Linked DNA regions of Oryctolagus cuniculus: region 1 is linked to region 2. The links are chromatin contacts, called in public Hi-C maps. All regions are on one chromosome and are shown on one strand. Each heading gives the region's core, a stretch centred on a gene start, on an enhancer-like site or on the middle of the called end of the contact. The rest is flanking DNA. Distances are from core to core; before and after follow the strand shown.

Region 1 (3,998 bases), core at 245-2,744, 74 kb after region 2:
GTAGGGACAGAGGAGTCGGTGATGTTTGGTTTACAAAGGATTAGGCCTAGAATTGAATTAGGACTATAAACAAATACTGTACATGTTCCTCCCGTGGTGTTTCAGTCTGTTCAGGCTCCTGATACAGAGGCCCTTGGGCTGGTCTCCAACAAGCCACAGCAATTTACTGCTCACAGTTCTGGGGGCTGCTCAGTCCAAGATCAAGGCCCCGGAAGAGTGTGCCTGCAGAGGGCTCACTTCTCCTAAGTGCTGCCTCCACACGGCAGAGGGGACCAGCCCGCACCCTTGGGTTTTTCATGTAGGGGTCCTTACCCCTTTTTATGGGTAGAGACTGATAATGTTATCACCCAAAGGGTCCCCCCCCCCATCCTCAGCAGATTCTGTTTCAGTGTATTAAGGGGATGGGACATAGTCACAGGATAGCACCTAATTTAGCTATTAATGCTAAATTAAACATTGCAAGATGGGCTTTATTGAAAATGAAAATGCTGTAAGCATGTAACAGTTAACAAATGTTTATATAGTCTTTGATTTTTCACTTGCTTTTGGGTTAGAGTTGATATATTGTCCTTAAATGTTGCCCTCTGTAACATGGTACTAGCAGTGACTGATCCCCAGCTTGTGTCCCACGTGGCCTCAACACAAGAGCTTGACAGCATCCAAGCTGGTCTGTACTTTGTTGACAAAATGAGTTCACTGATCTGGCTCTTGCCTGTCCCCATGATGCTGCAAAACCCTCAAAACGCCGTTCCCATGCTCATCACAGAGCAAGCCCCAAACAGCTTACAGCCTGGGACACCTGGAGTAACACTGTTCTTGGAGAATAAACTGTGGAAACCAGTGTGGAAACACCCAGGAGCTTAACAGGGTTGTGGGCGAGTGCCTTGGTGCCGCTTCCATTAGCTGGCAGGTCAGCTGCAGAGATGACGATTGTCCTGAGACCACGTCAGGCTAGCGGTGCCCAGGGAGGCCGTACAGAGATGGGACTTGCACTGTTTCTCAAAGCATGATCAGCTGCTTCCAGGAGAAGTGGGATCAATTGTATTAGTAATGACAGTCTCTTGCGTAAGCCCCGTGGTGAACATCAACATTGGTGATACGCATTAGTAAGAATAAATACTGAGATGTAGTGCTGGACCAGTCTGTGCCATCAGCCTTTGCACAGGGAACTCCCTTTTTAATGTTCTTTTTAAAAAAAAAAATATTAAAAACTTGAAAACCAAAGGTCTTTGTTCTTTGGGATCAGCACAGTTTTCCTGGTAGTTACTGTGCTTGCGCTGGTTCTCTGTAAGGGGGATGGTCCATAAGCGTTCCTTTAAGAGCTCTGTTTTGCAGATGTTGTTTTGTAATCTGGAAGCAATCCCTGCCAGGCAAGTGTAGTTTATATTGCGTCACTTCCTTTGCAAAAGAATTGACTGCAGGGTCCTTGGGGTTGGGTCATTTTTTTCCCCATTGTTCTACACACTGTGTGTTATCTATTTATGGTGTTAGAGCTCTGATTAGTCATGACCAGAAATTACATGAGAATTATTATTATCACACCTGGCAGCTAGCAGTGCAATAGATTGTATACAGCTTAGATTTTTTTCCCCCTCAAACCAATTTTATTGGTTTCCAATGTTAGTCCCATTTGGATGATGTTCCTGAAAAATCCATTTTTTTCCAGCTTCTCTCGAAAAAATCAGAAGTTCTGGCATAACGTGGGCCACAGTTGGGAACAGAGCCGCCTGCAGTGTGGCAGCTGCCCCGTCCGTCCCGGCACAGGCGCGTCACGGTCCCTGCTGTGCCCGAGTGGACCTCAGTCCTTTCCCTTTCACTTGCATGCGTTCTCCACCTGGCTTCCGTGGGCTTCTTAGGTTGGTGACAGGAATGGCGTGATTTGCCCACCAGACCTCAAAGGCTGGAAGGAAAACTCCAGCCTTTCCTGTGTGCTTGTGTGTGTGTGCGCGCACGTGCACCTGCATGCACACATGTGTAATGTGAGAGTGAGACAAATAGGAAATGTGTTGACAGTGTGGAATCCTCCGGGTGAGGGCTGTGGAGGAACTTTTTAAAAATGGTCTTCTGACAGCTTCGAAGCTTGAAATTACTTCAACATGAAAATTATTTTTGAAAGTCACAGCTCTCAACCACAGATTTTCAACAGTGAGAAAGATTTCTCCTCAAGTGATTTATTTTTTAGTCAGAAATGGAGGAAAGGGAAAATTTAAAGCCAACCTAACTGATCCCATGTTTTACAAGTTATTTTGCAGGAAAAAAAAACCATTTTCTTGTAGCTGATATTAAGAATAAAATGTGGAAAAATAGTTTTGTGTACATTAACAACTGAACAGTTTGCCTTCAGCTGTGGATGCCCTGACATAATAGTGTATAAACGAATGTGTTGCTTCTCCGTATGTAAAGGAGAGGACCTTATTAACAAAGTAGATAGGTGTGTGCCGATGGGTAGGCACCCATGTGGTAGGTGCTTTAAACAAGCAGCCTTTCTGTCAGCAAAGCACAGACTTGAGCTGTTTGTCCTTCTGTGATGATGGATTTGTGCCAGTTCATTCCCATGGGGCCTGACCTCCCTTGAAATCAATGCTGCGTGTCTCAGGACAAAGGCTCGAGTCCTCGCAGCCTCGATGGCAAACAAAGACAAGGATGCAACTCCTTCTCCTTCTTTTTCCTAATAATCTAAACCATGGGTATTTATCCAAGATTCAGATGGCAGGGGCCCCTTTCAGTTGGCTGCAGTGTCCTTTGACATGACACCTGTCATTCTTGGAGAGCTTCTCTACCTTTTGGCTCATTAAGATATTCCCAGTGCAGGCGTTGTGGCATAAGCAGGTAAAGCTATCGCCTGCAGTGCTGGCATCCATATGGGCACTGGTTTGAGTCCCAGCTGCTGCACTTACAATCCAGCTCCCTTCTAATGGCCTAGGAAAAGCAGCAGAAGATGGCCCAGTGTTTGGGGTCCTGTACCCACATGAGAGACCCGGAGGAAACTCCTGTCTTCAGCCTGGCCCAGTCCTGGCTGTTAGGGTCACTTGGGAAGTAATCCAGTGTCTGTCTCACTCTCCCTCTCTCTAACTCTGCCTTTCAAATGAATAACATAAAAATATTTTTTTCTAAAAAAAAAAAAAAAAAAAGATATTCCAGGCTCATCTCATGCTTTCCCTATCCTGGTAGGGGAATCAGTCCTTTCTCCAAAAGTCCTCGGTTCCTTTAGGGGGACTGTGGCATATAGGGGTCAAGATCTGGGAGGCGGGATGGTTCTTACAGCTGGCATGTCACTGCTTTCAACGTTCACAGTGCAAGCAGCCAGTGGATGTGTGCACGTGCACGTGTCTACCTGATTCTTTGTGTATGAGCTGTCATGAGTTCATGCTGTCACCTCCCACCTCAGTCCAACACCAAAACGCTTCTTTCAGCTTTCCCTCTTCCATATTTGTAACTTCCTTCTGAAGCAGGGAAAACCTGGCTTTCGTTGTCCTCCATGTGTTCGCTTATCTTCTGCATCCTCCCGTTTGTGACTAGTGCATCATGACACTAGCTACCTCCTAGAGGAATGAAACATCCTAGCCACCTCCTAGCACCCCCAGCCACACCCCTAGCTCGCTCCCAGTGCGCCAGCCCGGTCCTCAGCCATGGTTTTGCCAAAGACACTGGCCATGCTGGCCAGATGCTTGGTTTTTACACACTCAGATGAATTATAAGCAAAAACTTGAGACAGTGTTTCCTGTAATTTTAAAAGAAGAACATTAATATTTCCATTTGCTCAGTCCCCTTGTCTAATTTCAGTCCTTATCCACAGAGGCTGATGGAGCTTCTTTAAGTACAGATGTGGAAACGAGGCCACACAGCAGTAGGCGGAGCTTGCCTTTCGTGGCTGTGAGACTGTGGGCTAGCATACGTGGAGAGCAAGTGCTTGTGGCCCTGGCACTGAGGTTAAGCGCAAGGACAGCCATTTTGTGAGGTCAGCATCCCTCACCAACGCCTGCAGCTTGCCCGCGGTG
Region 2 (4,213 bases), core at 1,069-3,568:
TATAGTCCTCCTCCGCCAATCCTAACTCGGCTGCCCACACGCCGAGTACGCTGCTCTCCTCCAATCAGGAGCAAGTCCTACAGTTTATTAGTTGAACTGGAGGCAGCTGTGCGGAAGCTGTTTACTTCTCTCCCAGCGCCATATTGTGGGAGAGCAGATGCATAGAATAAGTCTTAATTCCAGTAACTCAGTCCAGTCCGGATTGCTCCCCACAATCACCTGCTTAGCCACTAACCAGCCCACACAAATGCTCCAGGTATAGGATGGTCCTACCTCGGAGCTGTGCAGCCTGGAGTCCTCAGCCTGTGAATGAGGACACCGAGATGCAGACAGGTGTCTTCTGGAGAAGAGCTGCTAATGGCCACCAGCCTCTGCCTATGCCAGGGGTTAGGGGCCTCCCGACAGCCGAGGTACTGCCTCAAGGGTGGCCAGGCCGCTTTCTGACCTCCTGGCAAGTGTGGGCTGTTGGCAGCAGCAGCAGGCCTGGAGCAAGATCCTCAGGACCACTTAGTCAGCTCAAATGCAGCTATAGGTCTGAAGCCCAGCCAGGTCTTTGGAGGCCTCTAGATTTCCCAGTAGATTCTGCACTAGAAGATGGTCCTAACGGAATCCCAGGACTGAAGAGGTGTGGACACTGTAGCAGCCCAGTTATAATATATTTCCATTGGGAAAATCCATTCTCTGTTCTAAAAGAATTTTCCAGGCTCAGCCAATGCATCTATAAATTGGGAATCACAACATGTTTAAAAAAAAGATGTATTTATTTATTTGAAAGTCAGAGTTACAGAGAGAGAGAGAGGAGAGAACCAGAGAGATCTTTGATCTGCTGGTTCATTCTCCAAATATCCTCAATGACTGGAACTGGGCCAGGCAGAAGCCAGAAGCCAGGAGCTTCTTCCAGGTCTCCCAAGTGGGTACAGAGGCCCAAGTACCTGGACCATCTTCTACTGCTTTCCCAGAGGCATTAGTAGGGAGCTGGATTGGAGGTAGAGCAGCTGGGACTCCAATTGGCACCAAAGAAGCTGTCTTAATCCTCTGCGCCACAGCACCAGCCCCACCACTTACAAGTTTTGAAGAGTTATTTATTTGAAAGGTGAAGTTACAGAGACAGAGACAGAGGGGAAGGGGGCAGGCAAAGAGATCTTCCATCCCTTGGTTCAGGCTCCAGATGGTAACAATGAATCTAGGAGCCTTACCCAGGTCTCCCACATGGGAGGTAGGGCACTGGAACCACCTTCTTCTGCCTTCCCAGGCCATTAGCAGAGAACTGGATCATAAATGGAGCATCAGGGACTCGAACTGGTGGCTCTGCTACCTCCTAATGGTTTCATATTTACGTGCCCCAAGTAATACAGTAGCTACTTGGCCGGTTCAACGGGGATCTCAGGAAGTACAGGATGGTCCTAGGCTCAAGAACTAGGGGTGGGTATTTGGTGTTTGGGACGCCCAGTGTCCCACTTGGAAGTGTCCCTGCTCTGCCTCTGATCCCAGCTGCCTGCTGATGTGCCCGGGGAGGCAGCAGGGGATGGGGATCAAGTACTTGGGTCCCTGCCACCCACATGGGAGATTCAAACGGGGTCCCAGATCCCGGTGTCTACCTGGCCTGTCCCTCACTACGGTGGGCATTTGGGGAGAGCTCGATCTCTCTGGCTCTTTTTCTGCCTTTCGAATAAAGAAAACACACAAGTAAATGGTTAAAACAAAAGAACCCCACAGCAGCCCTGCAGAGATGATGCACACACACACAAGGAAAAGCTGCCGGCATGCTCTGATGAGTGGAGGGAGAAGGGACCGTGGTGGGCGTGGGGCTCACGAGCTGCACTGGCAGCTTGTCCACATCCTCGCCTGCAGCCGCTCGAGCTCTGGGCTTGAACCTCCACTTAAGGGGTGGGCAGGAGCTCAGCCCAGGAACTAGACTGGGCTCGTCGGCACAGCGACAGAAGCATAAGGAGCGACCCTGGCGGAAGCTCCCCAAGCCCCGTTTTAACTTGGTGGACGTCTGCCAAGTCCCCGGGAGAGGCTGCGACCTTAGAATCCTGGCCGCACCCAGACTCCTGCGTCTGCAGCCGTCCCGCCGCCCCGCTTATCGGCGCCCGTCTCCAGGGGGCGCTGCTGCACGCCTCCGCTGCCGGCCCCGCGCGTGCGCGCCGGCCAGGTGAGGAGGCGGCGGCGGCCCGGGCCTCGCGGCGGGGGGCGGGGCCTGGGCGGGGCGGGGCCGGGCCGTGCAAGACCAAGGCCAGAGGCGGGACCAGCCGCCGCCGTCTCCGTCTCGGGTCCCGGCCCCCGCAGCGCCCGGCAGCCGTCGCTGAAGGAACGGAAACCGCCAGCAGCGCCCGCTCGGAGCCGCGCCGGCCGACAGCGCGCCTCCGCCCGCCCCGGCCCCGCCCGAGCGCCCCGCGGGTCCCCGGCCCGAACCCCTCGGCCGATCGCGCCCACCTGAGCCCGTGAGCCGGCGCCATGGCGGAGCAGGAGAGCCTGGAGTTCGGCAAGGCGGACTTCGTGCTGATGGACACCGTCTCCATGCCCGAGTTCATGGCCAACCTGAGGCTCAGGTGAGGGCGGAGCCCGCGCGCGCACGGGCTCAGAGGCTGCGCTTCCTCAGAGGGGGCGCGGGGCTGGGCGGCGCGGCCACCTTCGGGGTGTCGGGGCGGCGCCGGGCTCCCGGGGGCAGTCCGGCGGGGACGGAGAGGACGCCCCGGGGGCGCCGGCCGGAGCGCGGGGGCCGTGCGGGGCCGGAGGTGCGCCCGCGCCGCGCCAGGTGAGCGCTGTGGGCGGGGCGGGTGACCGAATGGAAACGCCGGGAAAGCTCTGACTAGCCGGGAGAGGGGAGGTGGCCCCGAAAGCCCTGGGCAGACCTGCGTGCTGTGTGGGGGAGCAGCTGGCGGCTCCTCCCGCGTCCACACTTGCGTCTTCTCCCCTTTCTTGTCGCGCCCCCCACCCCCGCGTGGATCCCTCGTGTCGCTCAGGACCCCGCCGAACGATCCCTGAGCTGGCTGTTTTTCAGTGACTCCCTAAACGTAATTAGACACGTCTCCAGACATAGAAGAGACTGCCGCGCTCGCCGGTGCCAAGATAAACTGTCTGAGCTTGACAAGGCGTCCCTGGTTTCAGCTTTTTCGAGGAGTTTGTGGATGGAGCCCTTGTGTTGCTGACATCCCTGAGAATGGGACTCACGAAACACACCCCCAAAAATGGGCTTGTTGGAGAGAACCTTCTAGCCGGATTGATTTGCTCTTGATAGCAGAGTTACAGAGCGGTTTGTCTTTTTTTTTTTTTTTTTTAAACATTACAGTAAACAGTTTCAAAATAGCTAAATTTTTGGTGTGTGTGTGTGTGTTCCGGGAAGCTTTGGCCCTATTTCTTGTCAAGTTTATAACTACACATCACTCTGTAAGCTTATAAAGTGAAATCATAATCCAGGTTTGGATGCTTAACTAACCCCATTTCTCAGTATTGGTTATCCCTGTCAGTCCTAATTCAAGAGTTTGTGAATCTGGCTTAATCATTGAAATGGCAAACCACATGGGCGTCATCTGTTCCTGAGCCCGGGGTAGGAGCACAGCCCTGGGTGCTGACCCTGCCCTGGTCAGAGTCTCTGTGTCCTAACTGGAGACATCACGAGGCCACTGGGGTTTCTTTCAGTGCTCATATACGGGACTGTAAGTGTTCCAGGTGCAGGTGGGCTCAAGATTGCACAGAGTGTGGCAAAGTAATATGTGGTCCGTATCCATGGAGAGGGGACCCAGATGCCAAAATCCATGAGTGCCCACTTCGCTTACACGAGGTGGTGTAGGATAGCAGCCCCCTGCTGTCTGTGTGGCATCCGTCCCATGGCCCCCAGTGGACGCGTGGAACTGCAGATAGTACCAATCCTCTATAGGCTGGCTGTGTTCCTGTACATAGCTATGATGAAGGTTGCTTTATAAATTAGGCAGAGTAAGAAATTAGCAATAATAATATAAACATCAAACAGTTACAACACTGCACTGGAATAACAGTTGTGTGATGTGGCTTCTGTCTCTAAAAATTTTTATGGCACTGTATTCCCCCTTCTTGTGGAACAGCACGGTTTTGAATAAGGATGGAGGCCACTGTTTACGTAGAACCCATGCACATCCTCCTGTGTGCTTAATTTTTAAAAAAGATTTGAAAGAGTGACAGAGAAGCAGGGAGAGACAAATCTTCCATCTACTGATTCACTCCCCAAATGCCT

What was found. A called contact is a pair of places that touch in the nucleus more often than the background predicts.
Region 1: a contact with region 2 is called in a Hi-C map of embryonic fibroblasts, with 2.0 times the contacts expected there. The contact joins the enhancer-like site here to the promoter of MYO1D in region 2. A contact is called at or near these places in 5 of 6 Hi-C or Micro-C datasets (ear pinna, embryonic fibroblasts, liver and 2 more).

The regions. Positions count from the first base shown.
Region 1 is chr17:41,314,882-41,318,879 of mOryCun1.1, forward strand. All of the region lies in intron 1 of MYO1D (myosin ID), which reads left to right. The region is part of intron 1 of LOC138846168 (a long non-coding RNA gene); the gene reads right to left. Among named protein-coding and RNA genes, the nearest start is that of MYO1D, 74 kb to the left of the region's middle. Within about 2 kb of position 1,495, at least 4 of the 8 cell types and tissues checked have an H3K27ac peak or open chromatin away from gene starts, as enhancers often do. A contact at or near this core is called in ear pinna, where this site is marked.
Region 2 is chr17:41,240,453-41,244,665 of mOryCun1.1, forward strand. MYO1D (myosin ID) reads left to right here and starts at 2,319. Exons shown (of 22, transcript XM_051824625.2): 1 at 2,319-2,552. The coding sequence starts at 2,458.